Regions from separate parts of the Sus scrofa genome. Here all the other regions are linked to region 3. Evidence: chromatin contacts called from public Hi-C and HiChIP or PLAC-seq data. All regions are on one chromosome and are shown on one strand. Each heading gives the region's core, a stretch centred on a gene start, on an enhancer-like site or on the middle of the called end of the contact. The rest is flanking DNA. Distances are from core to core; before and after follow the strand shown. Region 1 holds the start of ACTA1 (actin, alpha 1, skeletal muscle). Region 2 holds the start of CCSAP (centriole, cilia and spindle-associated protein). Region 3 holds the start of RAB4A (ras-related protein Rab-4A).

Region 1 (4,558 bases), core at 377-2,876, 120 kb after region 3:
CCAGGTCCAGGCGCATGATGGCGTGTGGCAGCGCGTAGCCCTCATAGATGGGCACGTTGTGGGTGACGCCGTCGCCAGAGTCGAGCACGATGCCTGCGCAGGGACAGCACAAGGCCGATGTGAGCGGCGGCACCCTGGCAGGGGCGGGGGTGGGGGGGAAGCCCTCGGGGAGGGGGCGGGGCTCAGCCGTGGGCGGGGCCGGCCGGGGCACTCACCGGTGGTACGGCCGGAGGCGTAGAGGGACAGCACTGCCTGGATGGCCACGTACATGGCGGGCACGTTGAAGGTCTCAAACATGATCTGAGTCATCTTCTCGCGGTTGGCCTTGGGGTTGAGGGGGGCCTCGGTGAGCAGGGTGGGGTGCTCCTCGGGGGCCACCCGGAGCTCGTTGTAGAAGGTGTGGTGCCAGATCTTCTCCATGTCGTCCCAGTTGGTGATGATGCCGTGCTCGATGGGGTACTTGAGGGTCAGGATACCTCTCTTGCTCTGAGCCTCGTCGCCCACGTAGGAATCTTTCTGACCCATACCCACCATGACGCCCTGCGGAGCGGAGACACCACGCACTCGTTACAGCGGCTTCAAGAGGGGCGGCTCTGGGCAGCACAGGGACCCCGGCCCGGCTCCCTCGGTGGACAGGCAGCCTGACCTGGTGGCGAGGGCGGCCCACGATGGACGGGAACACAGCCCTAGGGGCGTCGTCACCGGCGAAGCCGGCTTTCACCAGGCCGGAGCCATTGTCGCACACAAGGGCGGTGGTCTCGTCTTCGTCACACATGGCGTCGGGTTTCTGCAAGATCAGCAAGGCCGTGGAGATGCGCAGCGTGTCAGGCAGGAAGCCTCACTGGTCCGAGCGCCCTCCCTCCCCCGGGACCTAAGGACACCCCCAGCCCTCGTGCATCCCGCCAGGGGATCAATCCGAGCAACCTGGCAGAGCTTCGCTGCCAGGGCACTGCGCTGGGAAGAGACCTCAGAATTTCTCCACCTGGGAACCCAGGGCACACTCTTCTTCCCCTTTCCCTCTGGCACCCGCCCTCTCTGCACCTCGGTGGCCTCCCCAAGGGGGTTAAGGCCGGCAAACCCTAAGGGCTGGGAAACTGTACGGGTGGGAAGGCATGCCGTGGGTGGGGCTTGGGCGTTCCATCCGGGGAGGAATAGCCTCTTCCAGACCCCACGACATTCCAGACTCAAAAATTCCTAGGCGCCCTTTCTCTTGATGGCAAGCCGGAAAGAGAGGCCCTTGTTGTCTTTTGGCTCGGTTGGCCCTGGGGACTACTAAAGTCAAACGTTCATCTACCAGGACACATACTAAGTGTAGGTAGAGAAATCCAAAGGGGCAGGGAATAAATTTGGAGACGTTTCCAAAGGTCGACTGCTTCCTGTCTCCTCTTTAAAGCGCATGTGGCTCTGGGGACCGAGCAGCACCGAGGAGGCAGGGTCGCGGCTAATAGATGGGGTCGGCTGGGCTCCCGGAAGCTCTCTGGGCTCCCCTCGACAGTGCCCTGTCTCCCTGTCCCCATCCCACTCTTGTCTACCTGGGCGGGTGGCTACACCTGCTGCTCTCCGGCTGGGGCCCTGGTCGCCGCGGGAGGGAAGCGAGGCTTCTCTCGGCGCTGTCCGCTGCGGTGGCCGCTGGTCCCCACGCTCAGGTTTTATATAGCCCGCGGGTTCTCCCCCCGAGCCGCCTCACAGGAATGTCGCTCCCCTTCTCGAGCCATATTTGGGTGTTGGGCACTGGAGCCCCCTCCCCCGGCGGGTTAGCGGCCTGGGCCCCCGCCCGGGTCCCCTGTGCTGACCAAAGAAGGAGCGGCCTGGCCGGAGCCCAGGTAAAGCGGGCCTGGCCGTATATGGAGTGTCTCCCGGGCTGGTGGGCCCCTCCCGACCCGGCCCAGCTGCCCCCCGGAGGGGCTGGGGTGGGGCGAGGTTCACCGCCTGCGCCGGGAGGCGCGAGTGCGCCTGCGCCTGGGGCTGCACCTGTCCGCGGGCCGCCCCGCCCCGGTCTACCCTGCGCCCGGGGCCTCTGGAAGGTGCCGCCACACTGTATCCCTACTTCGGGTTCTTTACTCAGACCCCCAAACCCTCTAGAGCGACTCCAGGGAGGAGGGAGACGTGTCCAAGTGGTGGAGTGGTGGTGGGCTGGAGAGATAGAGGAGCGGTCGCACCCGGAGTCCTGGGTAGGGCAGGAAGGCGACCCCTCCCCCAGCTCCCCAGCGATCACTTCTCCCCGCTACCCGGAGCGCCCCGGATCCGGAGGGCTGACCCTGTCGGTCCCCACCCCCACCGGAGAGGGCCACCGGCAGCGGGAGGGCGCGCAGCTGTCTCGGGGCAGACAACTGGCCGCGGGGCGCGAGAGCGGAGCGGTGGGAGGAGGCGCGGGGCTCCCGGGGACAGGCTCAGGGCGGTGGCTCTGACAACGCTGGGCACAAAGCCAGGGCCCCGGAGCAGTCCGCACCAGAGAACGCGCTTGGGGGCTTGTGAAGGGAGTGAATTTCGGGGGGTGACGGCTCCGGTCCGGGGTGCGGTGGGCCGAGCTGAGCGCCCTCATGTCTTTTTGGGGGGTTGAGTGTCCCTCCCTTGAGGCTGAGAAGTAAGGGTCACACCCCTCGACCTGGAGGTGGAAACAGAGAGGTGCCCTTACTAGATGATATGTCACCCGTGCTTCCTCCAGATGGAAGACAAGGACGTTGCACTGTAGGCTGGGCAGCAGTTTTCCTTCTGGAAAGGCTGAACAAGTTCATCTTTCTATTTAGAGGACGATGCCCAGCCAAGGCCAGGCTGCCTCCCAGTCCACCTTGGAGAGTCACCGTCTACCAGAGCGCTGAAGCAGTTCTATTTATATCGCTGATATATGGGGATATGCCTTCCTAATTTTCTAGAAGGATTTGGATCTACTTATGGTAAGGTGGAGTGGGGGTCAGAGGAGGTTATCCAGTTGGTGCTTCTCACTCCCTGCCCCCTTCCCCTGGCCCCAAGGACAGCTCTAACCTTGTTGTGGAAGGCACAGGGGAAACAATTTTCTGTGATGAACTCAGTGACATGCTTTAAGGGGTACATCAGGGATATGGTGTGAGCCAGAATGGAATCACTCATTTTTTTGTAGTGCCTAAGTGTTCCCCAAATAGCTGCCACTAGCATCTGGTGGTGGGACTCAGCAACTGGGACAGTGTGGGTCCTCTTGAAGAAGCATGTGAAACCCTCTTCTATAGCCCACATCAGGACAGCCCTTCCTAAAAATGTCAGAAGTCCATTACAAAATAAAGAGTTTGGTGAGTCCAGGCCCATGTAGAAAGCTCCTGGGGTTTCATAGTCAGCTTCTTTCCCCCCAGGTTTTTATTTCTTCTGTTATAGTTGATTTACATTGTTCCGTCAATTTCTGCTGTACAGCATATCCAGCTTTTTAAATTAGAGGATGAATGAATAACTATGTTCCATCTTCAATACCTTGGGTCCTGTTCCATCAGTGGGGACTAAAGACACTGGCAGGTGCACTCTAGCTATAGCTTAAGGGGAGTAGCTTAAATTTTGGTCTCTAAGGTAGCAAGAGGTGTGCTGTCATTCACTGACTCCTAATCTGTTGACATTTAAAGGGGAAGGAGGGTGCTCAGTGCAGCTCTTTTCTCTCCTATAGCAAGCTTTTCTAATTGGCTTCAAGCACACATGAAGTGCTATGAACACAACACTCACAGGCTAGCAGAGATCTAGCTAGTCCAGCACACCTTGGGGAGATGGGCCCTGAGATGCCCAGTGGAGATGTCTGCTCTCAGCCCTGGTTGGGCCACTTTAAATACTCCCCCACTGTCACCATGGGGCAGCTCCAGGCCATTCTGGTGCTGCTGAATTCTCATTGGCTTAGGGACAGACCTGAGGGGCAGGTGGAAGGCCGCCTCCATACATGTACACTTTGGGGACACAGCAGCAGCTTGCACTCGCCTGAGTAAGCGGGTTACTGCTCGCAAAGCCTTTTGAGAACTGTGGTGAGGAAAGGTCAGCCATGCAGGGTATGCCTGACAGAGCTCCTGCTTCTAAGTTTTCAGGTGCAGCCTCAGCGCTTGATCCTGACAGGCCCTCTGCCATGACCCAGCCAGCGTGCCCACACCCCTCTTTCAGCCATGTCCCCTCAGCTCCTCACATATCTGCAGACCCCGAGTTTGCACAGTATGAGCCTTCTACCTACTTAGATGTGAATTCATAAAATGCTTCATACGCTTTCGCGTTGTTCCCATTAATTAACTATCCTGAGGTACACAAGACAGGTGATACCCGAGGCAGCTTGAAAAATAAGCAAAGCCAGGCCCAACCAGCCAGAGAGCTCGTCTCAGGTCCCAAAGCAGCTGGGGTCGTGCAGGGGCTTGGGCGACCTTCCTATCTCCCTTTAACCTTCTCCCACACCTTCTGTATTCTGGAACATAACAGATCTTCAAGGGATCTTTTCTGCTGAAGGGACAAATACATCTTAAATGCAGTCATGGCTTCACTGGCAACTATTATCTATCATCCCCAAAAGAATAGTGAGGGGGGCTGGCTGGAACACTTGAAGTCAGAAACATTCCAGTGACCAGGT
Region 2 (4,488 bases), core at 1,633-4,132, 83 kb after region 3:
GAAGAAATAACTGCTTCAGCCACTGGAGGATTCAGTGTCTCTAAGGAAACCAAAATAATCACGAACTCTTGCCAACACAGGCCCCTTCCATACCATATCACTATTAAAAAAAATGGCACTTATATACCCACAGAAATAACCGACAGCTCTTTCACAAACAATGAAGGGGAGGAGTTGGGGGGAGAAATGCCCATTCAGTCTGATAGAGTACATCTCATAATTGAGCTACCAGATCAGTGCTCCCTACCCTCTCCGCCTTCTGTTATTCAAATTTCTAGCAAAGGTCAGGAATTGGTCAGAATTAACAAGTAACATCAGGCTGGAGAGGCACCCTGCCTGAAATGACGGACTGAGAATAGCTGAAAACAGTCTGGCTCATAGACAAAACTTTCTCTCCTTCTCAGCATCTCACGGAGAAGCTAGGATGAGGATCTGATAAGACTTTGAAAGAGGACCACTTACAATTCAGGAAACAAACAAAAACAAAGGCACTGGTCATTCTTCCCTGAGCTTCCATTTCTTCACCTATAAAATTAACATACAATGGAGTTCCCATCGTGGCTCAGCGGAAACAAATCTGACTAGCATCCATGAGGACACAGGTTCGATCCCTGGCCTCACTCCATGGGTTAAGGATATGGCATTGCCATGAGCTGTGGTGTAGGTTGAAGATGCAGCTCGGATCCCAAGTTACTGTGTAGGCTGGCAGCCACAGCTCCAACTGACCCCTAGCCTGGGAACCTCCATATGCTGCAGGTGTGACCCTAAAAAAATAAAATTAAATTAACGTACTAATGTGAAAGCGAATGGATGTGCGTACATGAATAACTGAATCACTTTGCTATACATCAGAATTATTACAACATTGAAAATCATCTATACTTCAATTAAAAATTTTTAAAATGAGAAAAAAATGACATAAAACTACAGTCCCACATCTCAGAATTGTTCTGAATGTTGAATGAGAAAATACATGGTCTAAGATCAGTGACTGCATGTATGAAAATCTCTGAATAAACTGCAGTTATTCTGTTTATTAAAGCCTCTTTGAATCCCAGTGACGCCGATGTTCTCTGGCCACCGTCAGAAATTAGCAGAAAGAAACCGGGCGCTACTCCAGGCCCTATCAGAGGCATTCATTCAGCTTGGTTCCTACCACCAGCGACCACCGCACTCCGCCTCCGCGAGCCTGGGGCGGGGAGAAGGTGGAGGACCGCGGCTGCAAAGCAGATGCACAGCCCGCAAGAGGCATTTCCCAGCCCCTGCTCCCGGTCACAGCAGCAGCCTAAGGATGGGCGCTTTTCGATGAGTGGGAGGCAAGAAGCCGAGAGGACCGAGCACTACCAGGATTATTCCTATACTAGTCCTCGGTTACGCAACAGCCTGCGTAAACAAGTGCAAAATATTCTTTAGGGACAGCGCGGCGCGGCCAGGGAGTTAAAATACAAAACAACGGCCCCATTCACAGGGCGGTACGCTTAGCTCAATGGCTCTTAACCTCTTGCGGTCGCCTTTGGGAATCTGAAGAAAGCTGGGCTCCTCTCATAAACAATTGCGCGCTGAAAAATAAACAGATGCGAGTTCAGCGGCTCAGAGGCCAACAAGGCCCTTGGGTAAAAACCCGGACTTCTCCAGAGGCACTTTAATGAGTTCACAGCTGGCTCAACCCAGATCCATCCAATTACGGAAATAAAGGAGGGGAGGGCGGAGGCGGGACCGATACTTTTCTTATTTTGTCAAGGGAGACACATTCTCCTCCTACCAAAAGTCAATGAAAAGATTAAATAAAATAGGTAAAGGAAGAGCTTTCCCCAAGCGCTTTCGAGAAACAGCTGGGCAGTTCAGAGATGCAAGAGCAAATCCGGTACCGCGAGCAGGCCACTCGCAGCCCCTCTCCCCGGCCCGGTACCTGGCAGCGCAGCGTCTTCCGCGTCCTCTGCGTCCCCCACAGCCTCCGCACCCTGCTCCTCCTGGGCCGCGTGGGCCGGCTGGTCCGACCCGTCCCGCGCCGCGGGCTCCGCGGGCGGCGGCGGCGAGGCCGGGGTGCACTGGGGTAATGGGGCCCCGGCGCCCGACGACGCTGACGACGCCGAGTCGTCCGAGGCTGGGCCCCAGTCGTCCCAGAGCCAGGGCGCGTGCGCCTGCTCCAGCAGCCGGCGGCCCAGGCGGTAGTGGCGCAGCGCGCGGTAGCACGGCCCGTACTCGTCCCAGCGCGGCTCCTGGTAGCGCTTCATGTACTCGCTCTTCACGCCGCTCCCCGGGGACATGGTGGCGCCCGCCGGCACCGAGGGCCCGCCGTTCCGCGCCTAGCCTTCGCCTACGAAATCCGCGACAAGACACAGAGGCGCGCCCCGCCCCTCCGGCTCGCCCAGCCCGCCGCGACGTTTAAACCCGGAGCCCCGCCCGAACGGGGCGGACGGGGGCGGGGCGTGGGAGCGGGAACGGGAGCGCGGGTGGGGGCGGGCGGGGAGTGGAGGCGGGCACAGCGCAGGCGGACCTGGGCGGTGGGCGGGGCAAGGGGCGGAGAGAACGCGCTGCCAGCCCTGGGAGGGGGCGGGGACGGGCCCAGCGGCTCTGGGGTAGGGGAGGGGGATAGCGGTACCCGCTGCTGGGCGTGGGGGTCACTGGGGAGGGCGGCTCGGGAGGTGCGCAGCCAGAGGCTGCGGAAACCAGGGGAATGGACCGTGGAGGAGGGAGGAGAAGGAGGTGTGGGCGCGGGGAGCTGGGCGGCCTCTGGGTCCTGGGAGCGCCCTCTGGGCGCGGGGTAGGGGCAGGAGGGGCGGCCCCCTCTTACCTCCTTCGTGCGGCTCCGGCCTTGCCCTGCGCCCCCGGCCCCGCGGCGCCCAAGCAGTCCTCCGCGAGCGAGGCGCAGCAGCCCAGAGTCGCGCGCTCTGCCCGCGCTTTCCTGCCGAGCAAGATGTCGCCACTGGCGCGGTGGCCCGTGTTCCTCCGGCGGCAGCGGGGAGGCGAAGGCGCCGCCTCAGTCCTGGGAGCCAACGCCTCCCGCGCGCGCTCCCGGCCCCGGCCCCCCGCCCGGCTCGGTGGGGGCGGCTGCTTCAGGGTGGTGCGTGGGGCACCGAGACGCGGGCGCCTCGGCAAGCCGGGAGTCCCCGCCAGGTCCCTGCCCACTCGCCCTAGGCGCCCGCGCCCCAGGTCCCTGGAGGCGCTGCCCTGGGCCCCCGCCTCTGCAGAAGGCATCCAGGACCGGCCGCCCCTCAGCCAGCGACATTCAGTGGTCTCTTTGACACCTCGAGGTTCCCAAAAACAATACAAGTCCACACGTTGACTCTTGCTTCCTTCCCTCTGTTCACAACACCTGTTACTCTGGCTTTAACCCCCTTTCACGTTTTAGTACGAGTCCTTTCTTGTCCACGCTCCAAACATTTTTTATGAGAATGATAAAATTGGCCGAGCCACCCTCTCGGAGACCAATTTGCACAGAAAACCTTGGCCCACTCAGTTGAGTGGTGCTAAGTATACAACGTTGCTCTGATTGTTACATTTTCCAAAGGGCCCCACATGGATTCTTCCCCTTTATTGAAAGGAGCCTGGATACATTCGTTACAAAAAGATTTGAAAGAAACGTTTTGGAATATCGGGACATATTTAGCAGTTGAAAAGCAGGCCTAGGCCGTAATGAATTACCTGGCTCCGGCTTCCATACCGGATTTGTTCTGATTCATGACTGTTTTCCCTTCTGTTGCCTGTCTCCGCGTCCTTCCCCGCCCCCATCATAGCTAAATGATCCAAAGGTAGACGCTGCCCCCGCGGGAGTCAGCCTGTTCTGAAAACTAAAGTTAGTAATCTAGACGTCATTAGTACTGATTGTTAAGGGCAGTTTTCTGGAGAGATATACTGTGACCTCCTGCTGTTGACACCCCCACAGTGACCCAGACTTTTTCCCTCCCCAACTTTATTTTCTGTAGCTCAAAATACCCCAGGAACTTTCTAATGCATCTCCTTTTTCTTTAAGATGGTTTCCCATGGTTACAAACAAAAGAACCTTAATAAATATATTAATAACGTGGGTGAAAGATGATGTGCAGTTACATGAAAAAATCAGAACACAATCTGTTTCAGTTAGCTTTGGCTGCATAATAACCACCCTAAAATTTGTGGTTTAAAACAACCAAGATGCGTTATTTCTCACGATTCTATGGGTTAGCGGGGCAATTTTGCTGCTGCTTCCACTCTGCTGGTTTAGATTCTCTTAAAACAGTTGCATTCAGCTGGAGGGAATGCTGGGCTGGAAGGTTCAAGATGGCCTCACTTACAGGCCTGGCACTGGAGCTGGCTGTGTGTGGGGCTGTCTTCATCCTCCCTGTGGACTCACCCTCCGGGAGATTAGCCTGGTTTCTTCACCTGGCCCTCACTTCCAAGAAGTTAATAGCAGAAGCTGGAAGGCTTCTGAAAAGCATATACCTCTCTTCTGCTGTATTTCAGCAAGGCTCAAATAAGTCACACGGCTAGCTAGCCCAGATTCCAGGA
Region 3 (4,801 bases), core at 1,601-4,100:
AGGTCTGAGTGAGAGATGAACTTCATTGTGCTAGTCACAAGCATGTGGGGACATCTTCGTTACTACAGCTAACTCAGCCCACCCTGACTAACTTTCCCTAACACCACACATGTCCCATCAGAGAGGTCACTTTGTTGGCACTAGAAGGTAAACCAGTTCAGCAGCCTCTGAGGCCTCTTCCGCCTTGAAGACATGCGTTATATGTCACAGGTGTCATCATGGGTGTTTAACTAAGGTACCTTTTCAAGCCTCTACTGACCTGTGCCAAACTGGCACTTTCTCAAAGTAACACCTATATACTGCTGAGTCCCTCAACACTCAAACACAAATTGGCTCTTGTTCTTGGCCTCTAGTTACCAAGGAAAGTTACCATGACACAGACTGACCAAGGTCCTCCGCCAAGCCTGGCTCTTCCAAACATGCCACATCCCTTCGTTCCCAAAGTCACTGCTCCCTGGAATGTCAGAGTCATGCTGGATTCTCAACCCTAGGCCTTTCTAGGCTCCTCTGCAGGGAGCTAGGCCACTGTTCTAGGCCTGACGCTGTGCCTAGGAGTCTACCTGTCCACTGGTCCCTCCAGTGATGCCACTGTCCCCACCCATATGGTCCTCTGCCAGTCCTGGGGAACAGGACTCCTTGTGAGGCTGGCAGCCCCTGAGGATCCTAATTTATCACTAAATGGGAGGCACTGCCCAGGAACAAAAAGGAAAGTACCAGGTGTTTTTAGGTGCCACTGACCTGAGGAGGTGTGGGCAGGACCTATTTTGGAAGAAATCCTTCTCCTTTCATTTCCCTTAGATGAATCTCCAATGCACCTAGGCTTTTAGAAACTTCTCCTGAAGAGAAAAGAGAAAATAATTGGAGAAAACACAAATTAATTTTGCAATAAGTTTTCCTTCTACATAATCAACAGTACCTCAGAACCAAAGCTGTCTCTAAGAATATCTAGGAGAAATGTATCATCTCTCAAAGATTCAAAGTTACTGAGATGCAAATCAACTTTCACATTATTATTCAAGGAAGTTTGTCTCCTTCAAACCTCAGTTCTTGAGTACTTCCCTTTCTAACTTGTGATATTTGGCTTTATATTTGCAAACTAACACAAAAATGGCTTCTTTGGGTGGTTTTCGCAAAACAAATAGTTTTTCCCAAAGGCCTAAGTATTCGTTTTCTACAGAAAGGAAAACTGCTCTCAGCTTTGAAATCGTTGCTTAATTTTTATTTCTATCACCCTGCTCAGGTTTCGCACATCACATGGTCCAGTTTCAGTCAATAATCTAGTGGTTCCTTTCTTATTATCCACAGAAGTTCCCAACAGGAAGAAAACTTCAATGTAAAGAATGGGATCACCATCTTTCCTCTGACATAGTTCTAATCAGTGTCTGTCTGATACACTCAGGAATGAAAATCAAACCTGACCTGTGGAAAAGCCAAATAAGAAAGCAACAGTGTCCAAGCCACTGAACAAGGGACACATGCAGAATAATTCTAGGGTATTACGGTCCTCCCCATGTTTCAGCAGGTGGCCTTCTCTGCGATTTAGAAGCAAGGATATCTATTTCTATTAGAATCAGTGATGCAGAGCCAGAGAGTCATTGGGGAGGAGGCGAAAGGGCTCAGGGAATGGAAGGCCTGATGCCAATTTAGAGGACAGAGCCAAATGGACTTGAAAAAAATGTATTTCCTGGTACTCCCCCCACAGCCAAGCCACTTGGGAGCTTAGCCAGGGCGTGTTTTTAGGATTCTACTGGGTCTTTTGAATAAGCTTGGGTCTTCTTTTTCTTTGTCTCTTTAGGGCCACACCCATAGCATATGGAAATTCCTAGGCTGGGGTAAATCAGAGCTGTAGCTGCTGGCCTTCCACACCGCAGCAATGCAAGATCCCAGAGGCCTCCGAGACCTACACCACAGCCCAAAGCAACTCCCAATCTTTAACCCACTGAACAAGGCCAGGGATTGAACCCACGTCCTCATGGATACTAGTCGGATTCATTACTGGTCAGCCACAACGGGAACTCCTGAATAGGATTGGGTCTTATGAGATGCCATGTGGCTCTGATCATGCTCCAATGGAGCAAAATCCCAACCAAAGTCCTCTTCCCAGTCAACTTTTTGGTTTATGGCTACTTTTCCCACAGAAAGGGATTCTGAATTCAGCTGTGCTCCTTAAATCAAAATGTTCAACCAGCGACTCCTACCCTTAGACAAACACCCGCCAAGAGGGGCTTCCGGTCCAGGGGCCTCAGTCCCCTGAATGCCGAGCAGTGGGGCCAATATCTAGTCCTCTGGGGCTTCCTCAGAGCCCGCACATCTGAGCTTCTGACGGTCCCGCCGACAGCAGCTCGGCCCCCCAAGAGCGCCTGGCAGGTTCTGAGCGGAGCTCAGCTCCCCCGCGGTAAGCCCGCCTCCCCGCACCTAGGGTTGGCCTCCAGTCGGACTCCTGGGGTTGCGGACTCCTGGGGTTGCGGACTCCTGGTTACACATTCACCACGTCCCCGACAGGTCACTACCGCTTAGAGGAAGTCTCTATCTGGCAGAGCACGCCAGGTAACCACGAAGAAGTCTCTACTGAGGTGGCGGCCAACCTGGCAAGACTGTCTTTCTCCCCAGGGCAGGTAATGGCTTTCTCTGCCCGCTGGGACCCTACAGTCCCAGTCCCAATCACCGGGGCCGGCTGACCGCCTGCCCCGACGCGCCCTTCCCAGCTCCTGCGCGCCCCTGCGACCTGGACTGGGCCGGCCACGCCCCTCCGCGCGTCCGGTCTCTGCGCGCACACGCCCCGCCCCGCCCGCGCCCGTTACCACCCACGCCCGCACCGGCCCCAGCTTCTCTGCGCCCCTAGGCCCGCCCCGGCCTCCCCGCGCGCACGCGCGACCGCGGGCTGGGGGCCGGGCCCCGCGCCCCCTCTCCTCCTCCTCCTCCTCCCCCGCGTCCAGGCCGGCGGGGGAGCTGGGGCCGTGCGCCTGCGCGGAGCCGGCAGTCCGGCAGGGCCGCATCCGCGGGGTGGCCGGCAGTTGCCGTGGGGACCGCGGGCCCCTCCCTCCTCCAGTGCCCTGCCCTTCGCCGTCCCCCACCGAGGCGCGGCGGGCGACCCCGGCCTCCTGGCCCCGGCCCCGCCAGAGCTGCAGCCGGTGACCCGGCGAGAGGCGGTGCCGCTCCCAAGATGTCGCAGACGGCCATGTCCGAGACCTACGGTAAGGGGCGGGGGGCGGCGGGGCGGAGGCCGCGGGGATGCGGATCCGAGTGTCGGGGGCGTGGGTCGGGCGGTGGGTCGCGCATCTACGTGATCTGTTTCTCCGAGTGTCCTTTTGCTTCTCCTCCGCGTTCACGCCGGTAGGGTTTTCCTTTTTTACTCAACATCAACAGCTTAGGGTTTGGGAAGCCAGTTCGAGATTCGGTTTCATATGCGGTATTGTTCCCAGCTAGAGTTGTGAAGGACTTAGGGCGACGCCTTCAATTGAGTGTGTTCCTTCCTCAACTATTGCAGTCTGACCATTCCTGTCTTGGAATTCCTTTCTTTGCAGTGGGATTACAAGAAGGGCTTGTCGATAGGCGACTTCATCCATTTCTTCCTCTTGGGACCTTTCAGGTTGCGTTATGGCTACTTACAAACACCTCTGAAGCAGAGCCCTGTCTGCTTAATCTTTGCTTCCTCGGTAGCACCCAAACCTGGAGGCGCCCAACAGAGGTTTTTTGAGTGAAAGAAAGCCTTTCCAATTCATCGATTATGTTTTGTTTTTGTTTTAATCCTATGTGGTAAAAATAAACAATGTAGTATACCCCTGCTCTGTGTCAGGGCTGCAGAGGTGTTTGCTAGTCTGGGATCTCTCTTTCAGAAGCATGCATTCTCAGGTAAAGACTGATTTGGGTTTTACAGTCCCTGGAGATGCACAAGTTCAGTTACCTCTAGTCAGATCAGTCCTGTTGCCTCCATTTGTCCTGGCCTACTGCTCCTTCCCATCAACAGATAGATGTGGACTGGTTTTATGGCGTGGTGCCTCAGCACTGCAGAACTCACCACAGGCACTTCTCTGGTCTCAGGGAACTCACAGCCCAGTAGGGGGTACAGTGTTAATCTGGTTGTGACACTAAAGATGGGTTAAGAACCCAGGTGGGAGTTCTGAAGGAATGTGGTCTCTAAAGCTATGTGAGAAAGAAACCTGACCTGACCAGCACGGCCAGGACAGCCTTAACCTGTCCCCACAGGCCCAGCCCCCAAGGGCTGCAGAGTCCCTGTAAAAGGAGTGCATCTGGGGCTGGCCTTGTTCTCAGTAACACTGAGAGCAGGAATCTGTTCCTGGAAGGCTTAGGAAGTCCCACTGGGCATCCCTGGTTGTAGGATCAGTATTGTCAGAGTCTGATGCTACCACACTTCACATGCACAAGGTCTGCCTCTCTCTGTAGAGAGCCACAGTCAGATTCCATAAAGGACATCACTTCTCCAGCAAGTGTTGAAATTTTGGTTATGTTTTTTCTTTTTTTGTTTTTTTGTTTTTTTTTTTGGCTGCACCTGAGATATGTGGAAGATCTCAGGCCAGGGATTGAACTGTGCCACAACAGCGGCTTGAGCCACTGTGGTGACGCCAGATCCTTAACATTGCCACAAGGAAGTTGCCACCAGGAAACTCCTAGTTTTTGCTTTATTTTCAAGTGCTCCTTACCCCACACTTTTTTTTCTGTGAGCTGGATAAAAAAGCGTAAGGGAGGGTTAGAAAGTTCAGGAAACCAAATGGAGGAGTTCCCATGTGGGTCAGTGGGTTAAGGATCTGGCATTGTCACTGCAGCTGTCCAAGTCCCTACT

What was found. Hi-C and Micro-C count contacts between places; a contact is called where the count stands out from the background. HiChIP or PLAC-seq counts read pairs in DNA pulled down with a chosen protein or histone mark.
Region 1: an H3K27ac HiChIP or PLAC-seq map of skeletal muscle shows a contact between it and region 3. The contact joins the promoter of ACTA1 here to the promoter of RAB4A in region 3. A contact is called at or near these places in 1 of 5 promoter capture datasets (fetal skeletal muscle), 3 of 47 Hi-C or Micro-C datasets (epiblast stem cells, heart right ventricle and skeletal muscle) and 1 of 2 datasets of contacts at active chromatin or transcription factors (skeletal muscle).
Region 2: a contact with region 3 is called in a Hi-C map of skeletal muscle, with 2.6 times the contacts expected there. The contact joins the promoter of CCSAP here to the promoter of RAB4A in region 3. A contact is called at or near these places in 1 of 5 promoter capture datasets (liver), 10 of 47 Hi-C or Micro-C datasets (alveolar macrophages, blood, brain and 3 more) and 2 of 2 datasets of contacts at active chromatin or transcription factors (alveolar macrophages and skeletal muscle).

The regions. Positions count from the first base shown.
Region 1 is chr14:60,410,010-60,414,567 of Sscrofa11.1, reverse strand. ACTA1 (actin, alpha 1, skeletal muscle) reads right to left here and starts at 1,626. Exons shown (of 7, transcript NM_001167795.1): 1 at 1,551-1,626; 2 at 647-787; 3 at 216-540; 4 at 1-93. The coding sequence starts at 775.
Region 2 is chr14:60,443,446-60,447,933 of Sscrofa11.1, reverse strand. CCSAP (centriole, cilia and spindle-associated protein) reads right to left here and starts at 2,882. Exons shown (of 4, transcript XM_013983237.2): 1 at 2,795-2,882; 2 at 1,910-2,317. The coding sequence starts at 2,267.
Region 3 is chr14:60,526,598-60,531,398 of Sscrofa11.1, reverse strand. RAB4A (ras-related protein Rab-4A) reads left to right here and starts at 2,850. Exons shown (of 8, transcript XM_001925483.7): 1 at 2,850-3,194. The coding sequence starts at 3,164. It overlaps LOC102163174 (a long non-coding RNA gene), which reads right to left and starts at 2,770. Exons shown (of 4, transcript XR_002338974.1): 1 at 2,416-2,770; 2 at 739-836.